2 separate regions of the Mus musculus genome follow, and region 1 is linked to region 2. Evidence: chromatin contacts called from public Hi-C data. All regions are on one chromosome and are shown on one strand. The core of a region is the stretch at or near the end of the contact, and the rest is flanking DNA. Distances in the headings are between cores, read along the strand shown.

What was found. A called contact is a pair of places that touch in the nucleus more often than the background predicts.
Region 1: a Hi-C map of liver shows a contact between it and region 2, with 4 times the contacts expected there. A contact is called at or near these places in 6 of 39 promoter capture datasets (3T3-L1-derived adipocytes, the HPC-7 cell line, embryonic stem cells and 2 more), 11 of 484 Hi-C or Micro-C datasets (the HPC-5 cell line, bone marrow-derived macrophages and liver) and 6 of 130 datasets of targeted methods (CD8 T cells, embryonic stem cells, hepatocytes and 2 more).

Annotation. Positions count from the first base shown.
Region 1 is chr19:31,900,363-31,907,144 of GRCm38.p6, reverse strand. All of the region lies in intron 2 of A1cf (APOBEC1 complementation factor), which reads right to left. Among named protein-coding and RNA genes, the nearest start is that of A1cf, 35 kb to the right of the region's middle.
Region 2 is chr19:31,866,114-31,872,755 of GRCm38.p6, reverse strand. A1cf (APOBEC1 complementation factor) reads right to left here and starts at 3,943. Exons shown (of 12, transcript NM_001081074.2): 1 at 3,897-3,943.

The DNA of each region.
Region 1 (6,782 bases), core at 30-2,529, 37 kb before region 2:
TTACATTTCTGCTTCAAGCGATTGGGCAGGCTTCATCTTACTAAAATCTTCAAAGCTTCACCTATAGAGTACTTGTAATTCCTTACCCTATAGTCTTACCATAGTAGCCAAATCTTGATATCACTAAAAAACCAGAGAAATGATGATTTTTTATGTTTTTAGTAAAACAACAACAAAAAGTATACCCCTGCCAAGAATGTGGCATCTATAGCCCATCCAAGAGTTCTCTAAACATATCAATTTGACATTTGTGAAGATTGCCAAAGTTTTATTTTTTGGTTTTCCAGCTAATACCCAGACATCAGCTCCTGCATGCATAGTATCCTGGCCCTAGAGCAGTAGTTGATCCAGGAGCCATAATAGTGACATTTTATAGAAGATAAAAGGTCAGAGAGGAATTTGCTGAGGTCATAAGGCAGTTATATAGAGAAGGCAGAGTTTGAACATAGGAAGTCAGCCTGAGTTTATCAGCTTAATTCTTAGCTATATTACATAATTACATAATATATGTAAAGTATGTATCAAAATATGTAATTATATATTACATAATCATTACATATTATGACCTTAAGGTTGGAAAGTCTAGGGACTTTCAACCAACATAGACATTAAACTCAGCATTTGAAAATGTCCTGTCACTAAGCAGAAAGTGTCCTGCTTCACTCAACACTTTCTAATTTCCAGTCATTCAATTACACAAAATTCTGGGGAGAACATATCTTACTCTGACTGTACACAGAGGGGCAAATTATTGACGCTGTTCACCATTCCCTCCCTGGGCCAAATATCACTATGTGGGTGAGGTGATAGCTGTCTACGCTGTATTGTTTCTCGTGCATTTCAGATATTTATAATACCCAGCTAATTATTAGAATACAAGCATCAATTTGGCCAGTATTTTTACCCCTCAGAACGGGAAATCGAATTCATATTCCCTAATGGCAAAGTGGCATCTGGAGTCTTTGATTTCACAAGATTCCTTTGGCTTGAAAATAAGTAAGCAGTAAGCAGTTTGCCCTTTTGAAATCTCATTTCTATTGTCTTGAGTGCTGTAGTACTAAAAATATGGATGTGTTCGGCACGGTTTGAGAGCCCCACTTGTTCATGTGGTTCAGAAGCTTATTAATTGTGTTTTTGTGGTTTCTATAAACACATGAAGAAAATGCCCAATAATAGTCTTGGGGATTGCAGAGTCCGACCGGTTTAGAGATGCCCTGAAGTTCATGCAATGGGGAGCATTTGCCCTGGGAACCACCCATCAGGCTTGGAATGCACCAGCGGGAGAAGTTCAGAGCAATTTGAAGCAGGCCTGGGGCATTAGTCACGGGGTCAGAATAGCTGTCCATTACTCTGAGAGGACAGTGGGCTGATATTTCAGGCCCTATTTTTGTAGTTGAGGAGTTTAAAATAGGGAAAGGCAGACTAGAACCGTGCTTTTCCCCTCTGGCTCATGTCCTCTGGGCCTTATTCTCCTCAGCAACCCAAACATATTAATAGTTTAGGGAAATAGACTAGAGATTTTTTCTTAGAATCTTCTTAAAAGTGAGAGGATGTTTATTCAATGCTGGGAACTTTTACCTTTCTTTCTAATCAGGTCTGTAAAATCGTTTTCGTTTCTTCACCCACATACATAGGTAGAAAACTTTTAACTGTCTAATTAAAAATAAATGACTCGATTCTAGCTACAAGCCCTGTTCCTTTTTTTATTTATCGCATGCTGAGGCTGCCTAGTAACTCAGTTTATGTCAAGAGTGTTTGGAATTTCCTCCTCCTCAGATGTTTCAAGTTTTTCTTGATGAAATTATGGCTACCATCTTCTTGACCCTGCATACAACCAGATAACTTTGTTTAATAGGTCATGCTGGGCAGTAAGTCTTAGAATTAATGCTAAAAGTTTACGTTGTCCACCATGCATTGGAACTTTATGTATATTTGGGAAAAATACCTTCCTGAGGTTTTTAAACATGTCAGCCATTTGCTTTTCTAGCTTCCTTCGCAACTAGGACAGCCATGGTTTTATTAGTGATAAAATTGAGCTCTGGCACAAAATTTTAATACACACTTCAGTGTTGTGCACTTGAGGATGGTGGGTTAATTTTCTCATAATTATAAATCTGTGACATGCCTTTGAGTTTCATACAGAAGAGTTTCCCCTTAGCCTGGTTTTCAAAATTTAAACTTCCAGCAGCAGTTTTGGGTGGGTCCTTTTTTTTTTTTTTCCATTTTTTATTAGGTATTTAGCTCATTTACATTTCCAATGTTATACCAAAAGTCCCCCTTACCCACCCACCCCCACTCCCCTACCCACCCACTCCCCCCCTTTGGCCCTGGCGTTCCCCTGTACCGGGGCACACAAAGTCTGCGTGTCCAATGGGCCTCTCTTTCCAGTGATGGCCGACTAGGCCATCTTTTGATACATATGCAGCTAGAGTCAAGAGCTCAGGGGTACTGGTTAGTTCATAATGTTGTTCCACCTATAGGGTTGAAGATCCCTTTAGCTCCTTGGGTACTTTCTCTAGCTCCTCCATTGGGAGCCCTGTGATCCATCCATTAGCTGACTGTGAGCATCCACTTCTGTGTTTGCTAGGCCCCGGCATAGTCTCACAAGAGACAGCTACATCTGGGTCCTTTGGATAAAATCTTGCTAGTGTATGCAATGGTGTCAGCGTTTGGATGCTGATTATGGGGTGGATCCCTGGATATGGCAGTCTCTACATGGTCCATCCTTTCATCTCAGCTCCAAACTTTGTTTCTGTAACTCCTTCCATGGGTGTTTTGTTCCCACTTCTAAGGAGGGGCATAGTGTCCACACTTCAGTCTTCATTTTTCTTGAGTTTCATGTGTTTAGGAAATTGTATCTTATATCGTGGGTATCCTAGGTTTTGGGCTAGTATCCACTTATCAGTGAGTACATATTGTGTGAGTTCCTTTGTGATTGTGTTACCTCACTCAGGATGATGCTCTCCAGGTCCATCTGGGTGGGTCCTTTTGAAATACAAATACCTGTATATACGAGCAACACTAAATTGACTCACTATGTTCTATGTCTCTTTCTATCATCTATCTATCTATCTATCTATCTATCTATCTATCTATCTATCTATCTATCTACCTATCATCTATCAATCTACCCACCTCTCATCTATCTCTCATCTGTCTGTCTGTCTATCTATCTATCTATCTATCTATCTATCTATCTATCTATCTACTATCCTTATTAGTTATTTTTTATAATCTATGCAAGGTATAAGATATAGTTACATAAAATATCATTTGCCTAAAGACTTTTGAAGATCAATTGCTTTGGTACATAGTCCCTCCTTCATTTTAAGTTATTAGTAGTATCATACAGAAGAAGACAGTTTAAAAAAACAAATGGACTATTTTAACAACATCTCTTGATACTTCTTTATCTCTGAGGAGCACGTGCTGCAAACTTCTCAGGGAATCAGTATCTCAATGTCTGAAGCCTTCAAAAGCAACTTTCTTTAAAAAACAACCCATACCTTATAACATTGTTCACCATCCACAAGGATACTAAATTCAAGCATAGATAAAATCAGAAGTCAGAAAGCATATTCTGAGCATGCATATTTGTTTCTCCATAAAAGAGAAGATCGAAAGTGCCAACTAGCTTCAGAGACCTGCTCGCATTTTGTAAAGCAGTTTGCATAATCATGGGCAGCGAATCATGTGTTTCACTGCTGAGTTCTGAGATCGCTGTGCTCTGCCCACGCGCACTCATGGTTTTGGACATGCATCGTTCCAACATCTAGGTGCCTCTGGAACTTTAGATATGAATGGTGAAGAACTTGGCCAATACATCCATGTGTTTCGGGCTTTTACAGTGTGCCCTTTAGCTAGTAGCCCCAGCTTGTTAAACTCCAAGCTGAGTTGTGGGGGGTTGTGTCAATAAACATCGAGTCCGGAACATTTTGGTATCAGTCAGTTTCTTAACACTCAACAAGCAAAAAAAAAAGGTATCCAAAAGTAAATGTGTGATGAATCCTAGATGTTTCTGGGGGCGCTCACCTATACTGCATCCTGAAACTTTGCTGCAGCCTTGGTTGTAACATACAACATGCAGGCATGCACACATGGCATTGCCTATTGGGCCACTCAGTGCTAGTGAGTGCTATCTAATACACTAGGGCTCGAATTCAAAACTATCCTATGTCACAAATCATAGTAGGTTTTACTTACATTAAAAAAAAAATTCTGGTTTGTCAAGAGACTGGAGGCCCCAGGGAGTTTAGAGGTCAGGTGGGGTGGGGGGGGGCATCCACGTGGAGATGGGGTGGGGTGGGGAGGAGGTGTGGGATGTGGAACAGTCGGAGGGTGGATGGGGAGGGGCGGGGAATGGAATATGGAGTGTAAAAAATGAATTAAAAATAAAATGAAATTAAAAAAAATTTGGTTTGACAGAGCATAATGATTTAGTTATGCGAATTGACTATTTTCTTACCCTTACCTCTCATTACGTAACCATTAAATTAGTATACCTTTGGGTTTTATTACGTTAGGATGTTTGATTTTTAAAAAAAAATTTGTTTGAATTACTGACTTGAGTTTCATAAAATAATCATTAGATGAATTTTGGCTTGCTTTTGGGACATAGTTTCCAACACTTTCTGAAATGTCCCAGCCTCTACTAATCTGTATCACGTGTGTATATGATGAGTTGTTCTCAGCATTGAGGATTACAAGATCAAAACATCAATCAGTTCTGAAAACCATTAGTGATGGTCTGTACCTTTCACTACCAAATGTGTAGCCAAGATTTAATTCTCCATGCGAAGCAAGGGCACCAGCTCAGAGTATTAAGTTTGCTTTCAATTTTGGTCAGTGATAAAGCCACGTATATATCAAAGGAAATTTTTTAAAGATAAATTTACTTTGACTTATTATTAGTCAATGTTTGATTCGTATGCCTATTTTATATACCCATATATATATATATGGATATATATATATATATGGATGCACAAAAACTTACTAGGCAAAAAGGGGGTTATGAATAGAAAAAATTTAAAAGATTCAAGTTAGGTATAACTTCTTTTTTTATTGGGGGGGTGTTTTTCGAGACAGGGTTTCTCTGTATAGCCCTGGCTGTCCTGGAACTCAATTTGTAGACTAGGCTGACCTCAAACTCAGAAATCCGCTTGCCTCTGCCTCTCGAGTGCTGGGATTAAAGGTGTGCGCCACCACACCCGGCTAGGTATAACTTCTAAAACTAACTAATAGAGTAGCAACTAAAGATCTAGCTAAATGGCATAGACTGCTCGTGTGTACATGGACATGGTAAGGAAGACTGGATTTGGATAATTGCTCTTCTGTCTGTCCCTATTTCTACACATGCCAAGGGCTGTCTCCTCTAATGCAGCTGGCTTTAGTTGGTATCTTTTATTCTTTTTATCATACTTTTGTGAAAGATGATTCTTTGAAAGCTGAGGGACTTAGCAAGACAGTGCTCATCTTTCTTGCTTTTACTCTATTAAAAAGTAGCCTTTACTAGGTAATTGTAGTAGTCTTCTGGGAGTGTCAGGATGTTTTTCAGAAGGAGTTTTGATACTGTATTGGAATAGGTAAAAATGTTTACAGGATGAATGTGTGCTAATCAATGGAAGCCTTACAAGTACTATTCTTACAGTTTGAAAAATCAGCAAATTTCCAGTTCATATACATAGCTATATAATGACTTTTATCTATCTATCTATCTATCTATCTATCTATCTATCTATCTATCTATGTATCTATGTATCTATGTATCTATGTATCTATCTATCTATCTATCTACCTACCTATCAATCTATCTATCTATGTGTGGTTTTTTTGTGTGTGTATGGATATAGTATACATCAAGATAGTTTTAAAGACATTTACAAAACAAGGAAATCATGATCACATTATTGGTTGAAACCTTTATCTTCTGAGAGCTCAAATCATTTGTCCTGCTCTTTCTGTTTGAATGATTACCAGGGATGAAGGATTAAGATATGACTTCAACTTTCCTTACCAGAAAGCCTGAATGAATTGAAAATGGAATAATTCTGAGTGGGGTTAACTTTACTTAATACTGTTACAACATTTCGTGTAAGACTGCCTCAGTAACCTGCCCACTCCTTTTAGGTCAACATTATAAAGATTCAAAGCTGAAGTCATCAATTTCTCCATTGATCTGTATTTGAAATGTTGTGGGGTTTTGTTGTTGTTGTTTATTTGTTCTGTTTTGTCTTTATCTCTGGCTAGGGTTCAGAGTCTAAAGATGAAGATTCACATATTTCTATTTGCTAACCAAAATCAACAAGTGGATAGCTCTTAGGAAACTCTTGAGATTGCCTGAAAACAGAGTCCAATGTTAAAGCCCCTGTCTGCCTCTGCACATTTTGATAATGAAGTTGACACTAATTTTTAAATTGATGAAATAAAACACTTCTTTGCCTCTAGTCTGAGGGAAGGCACCACAATGCTAGCTTGTGATGATATTGACTCTTCTGTTTAGAATCTCTTGTGCTAAGTTCCTATTAGGGTATTTGAGGATCAATTCATCACTATTTGAAAACAGTTGCAGAAACACATGTATTTCCTGGGATGAGGAAGTTTCCAAACACATGACGTTGGACCCACTCATGAAGGGGCTCACAGAATTGTTCCTTCATTTGATTACTAGATCTCTGTCTAGAAGAAGCAAGGTTCTTCTGAGCTTTAAAATAAAATTGGCCTGTGAGTGGCTGGAGGGACAAGCGTGTAGAAGCTCATGTCTCCAAGAATTTGACTCTTCC
Region 2 (6,642 bases), core at 2,694-5,193:
AATTCTCAGCAACCACATAGCGGGTCACAACATGCTCTCTTCTGTTGTGTCTGAAGACAGCTACAATGTACTGATATACATAAAATTCATAAACAATTCTTTAAAAAAACCTAAAATTATTTGAAAGAAATACATCTGTCTTGAACATAAACAGGCATTTATCTTGAATAAGATATAAACAATTCAGCATGAAAGTCTTTAATAGTGTTTACAATGTGCAAGGGACAGGAAGTAGCCCCGAGCGAACTAAGAGTATTTAAAAGAATGTGCAAGCATTGTGTGTACACACTGCACTTTTTTCTATAGGAGACTTGAATATATGAGAATTTGGGTACCATAGAGGTCCTGGGCCCAATCCCCAAACCAATTATCAGTGTGTGACTATATTTTAGTCTTTTATTTGGAGTCATCAGAAATATTCAACACAAAACTTTGGTTGTATTAAATTAAAATGATCAGCCCTAAATTTATTCAAGTAATGCCATATGGTCTGAGTCGGTTGTATTTATATATTTAAGAATATCTATCTATCTATCTATCTATCTATCTATCTATCTATCTATCTATCTATCTATCTATCTATTTCTCTCTATCTATCTATCTATCTATCTATCTATCTATCTATCTATCTATCTATCTATCTCTATCTGTCTGTCTGTCTGTCTATCATCTATCTATCTATCTATCTATCTATCTATCTATCTATCTATCTATCTATCATCTTCCCACCCTACACACTCACACACACACACACACACACACACACACACACACATATATACAGGTCATATATTTGAGTAAGAGCAATGGGAGGAACTTGGGAAGGATCGAGAGGAGGAAAGGGAAGGGAAAAATGACGAAATTTGAAAAATAAAATTCTAAATAATCTTAAAAGCCATAGCCTGTTTGGAATAGGGTTGATGGCTTAAAATGATAAATCATCTTTCCTGATCCATTTGGCAGTAAATATTTGTTAATGATAACTGACTAGATTTGCAGTCTTAAGCTAAGGGACAGATGGGTTTTGATGTTGAATATGCATGGTCACCTCTAGAGTGAGGCTTCTCTTCCAACTGCCTTTCCTGAGGAAGTTTGGACTGTTGGAGTTGCACTTGAGAGAAACCTAGTTACTGTGTCCATGGATAAGATAAAGCAGTGTTTATCCTCTGTCGATCAATACTGTCTTGTTTGAACTTTCTGAGTCGTGTACAGGCACATGTGGTAATGAAAGCCATTGGGCAATAGTACCCAAAGTATTACCCAGCATTCTAAAGGGATACCAGAGTTTTTTGATAGCTACTGAAATAGTTTTTAAACCATCTGTCTGTGTAATAAAGTTAACATGTACAGTGTCAGAATGTCAGAGTGTGAAACTATAGATGTCAATACAGACATGTTGAATTTTTAGTAGCAGCTTTGAGAAAGTCTCTAAAATGAAATTTATCCTGTTTGTAGTTTTGTGTGTGTGTGTGTGTGTGTGTGTGTGTGTATGTGTACAGGTTCCAAAGAAGTGCGGTGGCTTTTGTAAATAATGAGTTTCTTTATTTATATAGTTTTCTATTTTAATGGAATTGTTTTGAGAAAGCTAGTGGGTGGTAAGTTTAAGTTTTTCTGAAAAAAAAATGTTATTAATGGGACCATGGTAGAAGAGGTCAACTGGTTCCTAAGCACCAGTGCTCTACTTAATAATATTTATAATGTCCTGTAGGCACATCACACATCCATTTCACATCCGAGGAATCTGAGATCTCAGGAACTCAAGTAATGTGCACAGCTTCACAGGCCAGGGAGGTCTGGGGTAACTGTTCCAGCCTGATTATGTCTGTAAAAGAGTATGGCACTCTTTCTGGGATTAATTTTAAAGCCTTTAATCTAAGCATGGCTTTGTGGAGGATTGTGAAAGAATGTGATTTCTTGGAAGGTTTGGCTGAGATCAATCCAAATGTGGAGATTTCCATTGATCTGCGCATTGCAAATAGGCATGGGCTGCAAAAATATTTTACTCTTAGCCTGTAGCCTAACGAGTAAAATTTTGGAGAGATGCTGATAGACAAATGCTCCTGGAGGAAGAAGTTCTCTCTAAAGGAAGGTTAGGAAACTGCATTACTTGTTCTTTTGGCTAGTCCCAATGATAAACACCCATGTACACAGAGTGAATCCTAGTGACAGGGTACAGAGCACCCATGTGCTCTGCAAGTAGACCGCCTGACTGCGTAACCTGGCTATGTCACTTGCCTTTAACATCAAGTCTGTTAAATAATTTGTCTGAGCCTCAATCTAATAACAGTATGATATATAGTAGTATAGTATAATGATAGTATTAGCCTCATACGGGTATTCTAAGAATAACATGAATTTAAACTTAGAACATGTGCTTAGAAATGTGCTTGGTAATCTAACACTTAACAATGATTACTGTTACACTGAAGAGCACCCAGATGGTAAGATGGCCTGCTCTCTGTTGTCTTACTCAGCTCATTTGATTGACTGTTGGAGACGCATGTTTGTGACTCCCTATGCTCCTCAAGTGCAGTAGAGGTAATGTTGATATTGAAACATCACAGGTTAACTTGTCTAGTTAAAATGGCTACCCAAGATTTTGGATCCATTATGGTGTTCTGTGAGTGTCACTTAAAACAATCTGTTTGTAGCCAACTGTATTTTATCTTTCCCCTATATTTAATCCATAGTAAATTGGAGCATCAAGCTGTATGCACTTTCTTAAGCTGAGAAGTACCACTATTATTCCAGAAAACATGGTCTTAAAAATAAACCAGGTGTGTCTACTTCTCTGTGTCAGCCAGGGAACTCCTGATTGTTTGGACAGGTAAGTGACTTCCCTTTTATCTCCAGATTCCATTCCCTGACAGTACATGCTGCTGCCTTTTACTTTAGTGTTTCAAGCTAGACCAACTCAATTTGATTCTCCTAAATTACAACTCGAGTGGGAATTTACTAATATTTGGCTTACAAAACGTTAATCTCCTAGGATGCACAAATGATTTCTCAGTTTTCATGGAGACTTCCATCCGTACCTTGCACTAGTACAGAAATGTGTTTCATGGGGCTGCTTGATGGCTTGCTTTATTTATAGTGAACCAACACTGGCTCTTCAGGCAGAGAGTTGAGGTTTCTTATAGGACAGAAAATGCCCTGATCTATTTCCCACTTTAGAGCCATTGTATTTTGGCTCTTAGTTATCTTTTAGGTGCGAGAAAAATGATATTGCAAAAATACATGTGCTGTGCTGGTTGCTTAGTCTGTGAAAGCAATCTAATAAATAGACACTTCAGGGTTGATATTTAACACACTCAAAACACACACTTTTCCATAATGTTTTCTTTCCTTGCTAGACTCAAAAGAAAGTAGCTTAGGATATTATTTTTGGTTAGCAGGCTAATAGCAGAAGAAATAGCAAGAATTTATCCTGATTTTTTTTTATAATGTAGTAGCACACAGAAGTTAATTGAATAGGTGGTGTCTAAAGTATTAGAGGATACACAGAACTCAGAAGGCTGTGGGAGATGTGAAACTATGTCTTAATCACATTTCTGTTGTCGGGTCCTAGAGATCAGGACAGACAGTGAAACACAGCTCTCCCCAACAGCTAGCTGGAGGTTAGGTTTGCAGCACATGGGCTCCACTTGTGAACCCACGGATGACTCCACTTCCCACAAGTTGTGGAAGCATACCCACTCAAGAAGTATACCATGAAATTTATCCCCGCTCAGTCTAAGACACTGTTTAGCTTTCCGGTTGGTTTCATTCCCAAACGACGACAATTCTCTGCATTAGGCTCAGAGATAGTTAAGAGCACAAGTTGTTTTCATGCAATCTACCAGACACTACAACCCAGAATTGAAACAGAAAATACAAACAAAAAGCATGGGCCATACCTGAGCAATTTCTGAGGTTCCCCACCCGGAAAAGGTTCCTTGATTATGGCGAATTCAGCATGCCACTTTGGTTATATTCTAATCATCGTATCAAACTCCAAAGGTTCAGTGGCTGTAGGTTTGGTTTACAATTCCCGGGAGTTAAAGTTTAACTCACCCTGTCTCTTGCATCCACGCAGCCCTTTGACCAGGTAATTGGGTCACTATGGCCTGAACAGAAGCTCCAAAACTGTCTTCCTGCCTTGTTTACAAAATGGAAATGTATTTCGTATTACAACCACCGGGGTCAATAAGATTTTGAATCTAGATTATGAACATAAATGTTAAAGTTAAATTCATTCCATTTTAGATAACTAAGCTTCGCTTTACATTGTCACCCTGTTTATTTGCTATGTCGAAGTGATATACTAGGGAAGGTAATCTGGGAGACCCTGTTGTTGTGCCACACAGTCTTCTATTGCGATTGTGCATGGAGTAAACTGTAGAGTTTTAGGTCAAGTATGTAGATAAACGCTGGTTTTCCAACAGAAAATACAAAAAGCATTTATATAACCAAGTAGCTGAATTCAGGCCAGATCAGGTTGGGAAAACATTTCACTTCGTAGGATTTGCTTGTTCAGATTTGAAGAGGGAGCTTGCTCTTATGTAAGAGCCAGTGCTGTTGTTCATTGCTTGAAATCTCAGCAGTTGCTGTGCTTCTTAAAGAATAGATGACTTGTATTTTATAAAAATGTAAACTCTATCATTAAATTATGCAGCATGAGCACCAGTCTAAATAATAAACCTAAAAGGATTTTAAAAATCTGTTTATAAGATAAAAAGAACAAACCCCCTTACTTTTGAGTGATTTTTCTTTTTCTTTTCCTTTTCCTATTTTATTTTTTACATTCAAGGCTTGCAAAACACAGGCTGTAAAACTGGAATTAAGGAATACATTTCATTGGCTTCAGGTCAAGTAAGAAGAGCTTAATTTCCCAGAAGCCAACTTTGGTCACTTTTATCTGTAGCAAAATGTGAATGATCAAGGGATGCCACCATTGATGAGTTTTTTTTTTTTTTTGATTAGAGAGGAGATTAAAGATCTATTTATTGCAGTTGTCATTCTGCCTACAGCTTTACTCTTCATTGATTTACATTTCTTTCCAGTGAGTACACACCTGTCCTAACAAAAGCACCTCTAGAATTATTGATTTGCCCTGGAATTGTGCTTATGGAGAGTCAGCTAGGGCTACCAGTCACTGTTTCTCACATACGGACATTCAAAACTAAATGTCTCTACTTATTTCTTCTAGGGAATGGAACTGTTCACCAGAAACCTTGTTAGTTTTCCTAAGAGAAGCTCAACCAAGGCTTGTCTGGCTTCCCAGTGAGTGAGGAATTATTTGAGTCTGATCCTACAAAGAATTGTTGATATTGAGAGGCTGAAGGTCCTGGCAGCAGAGGGTCCTGATTGTGTGGTAGGTGGCTGGACTGTGGTAAGTGATATATATATATATGAAAGCAGGACCCTTTAGGTAGTTGGTGGAGACAGAAAAACATAACACACACACACGCACACACGCACACACACACAGGGAGAGAGAGAGAGAGAGAGAGAGAGAGAGAGAGAGAGAGAGAGAGAGAGAGAGAGGAGATAGATGATAGAAAGACAGACAGACAGGAAGAAAGAAAGAAAGAGAGAAAGGTAGATAGGTAGATAGAATTCTTCCTTCCTTCCTTCCTTCCTTCCTTCCTTCCTTCCTTCCTTCCTTCCTTCCTTCTTTCTTTCTTTCTTTCTTTCTTTCTTTCTTTCATATTTATTTTATTTATATGAGTACACTGTAGATGTCTTCAGACACACCAGACGAGGGCATCAGATCCTATTACAGATGGTTGTGAGCCACCATGAGGTTGCTGAGAATTGAACTCAGGACCTCTGGAAGAGCAGCCAGTGCTCTTAACTGCTGAGCCCTCTCTCCAGCCTGATAGGAATATTTCTTAACAACCTCCCTTTCGGTTCAAACTATCCCAAGTTTAAAGTGCTTCCTTTGGCTAACTCACGGAGTGGCACAGCTGAGCAGGGTAGGGAACGGTTTACTTCCTGACTGTCCACTGACTGCCTCTACCCAGCATCTCTGCCCAAGACACAGCACTAGAAAAAGATCCAAATTTAAAATTCAAAGTATGATCTTTCCTGGAATGCATGTCACTTTTACAGCAGCCAGGAGTTAGAGTTATCCAAGTGGAGCCAGTGTGAGTAATGGATGAGCAGGTTTAACCAGCACCCCACTTCAGGTTGTTCTAACTGCGCACCCCACTTCAGGTTGTTCTAACTGCGCACCCCACTTCAGGTTGTTCTAACTGCGCACCCCACTTCAGGTTGTTCTAACTGCGCACCCCACTTCAGGTTGTTCTAACTGCGAACCCACTTCAGGTTGTTCTAACTGCGCACCCCACTTCAGGTTGTTCTAACTGCGCACCCCGCATCAGGTTGTTCTAACTGTGCACCCCACTTCAGGTTGTTCTAACTGTGCACTCCACTTCAGGTTGTTCTAACTGTGCACCCCACTTCAGGTTGTTCTAACTGCGCACTGGGCGGCTTCAATGGAGGCTGGACTTCCAAAATCAGGTGCTGACAGGATCTCTTTTTTTCTGATTATGTCCATGCATGAATTTTCTTGGTATATGGCCATGGAGAGAGACATTTTAAAATATATTTTTATTTTATTTATGTATGTGTGTGGGCATATGCATGCCACAGCATGAG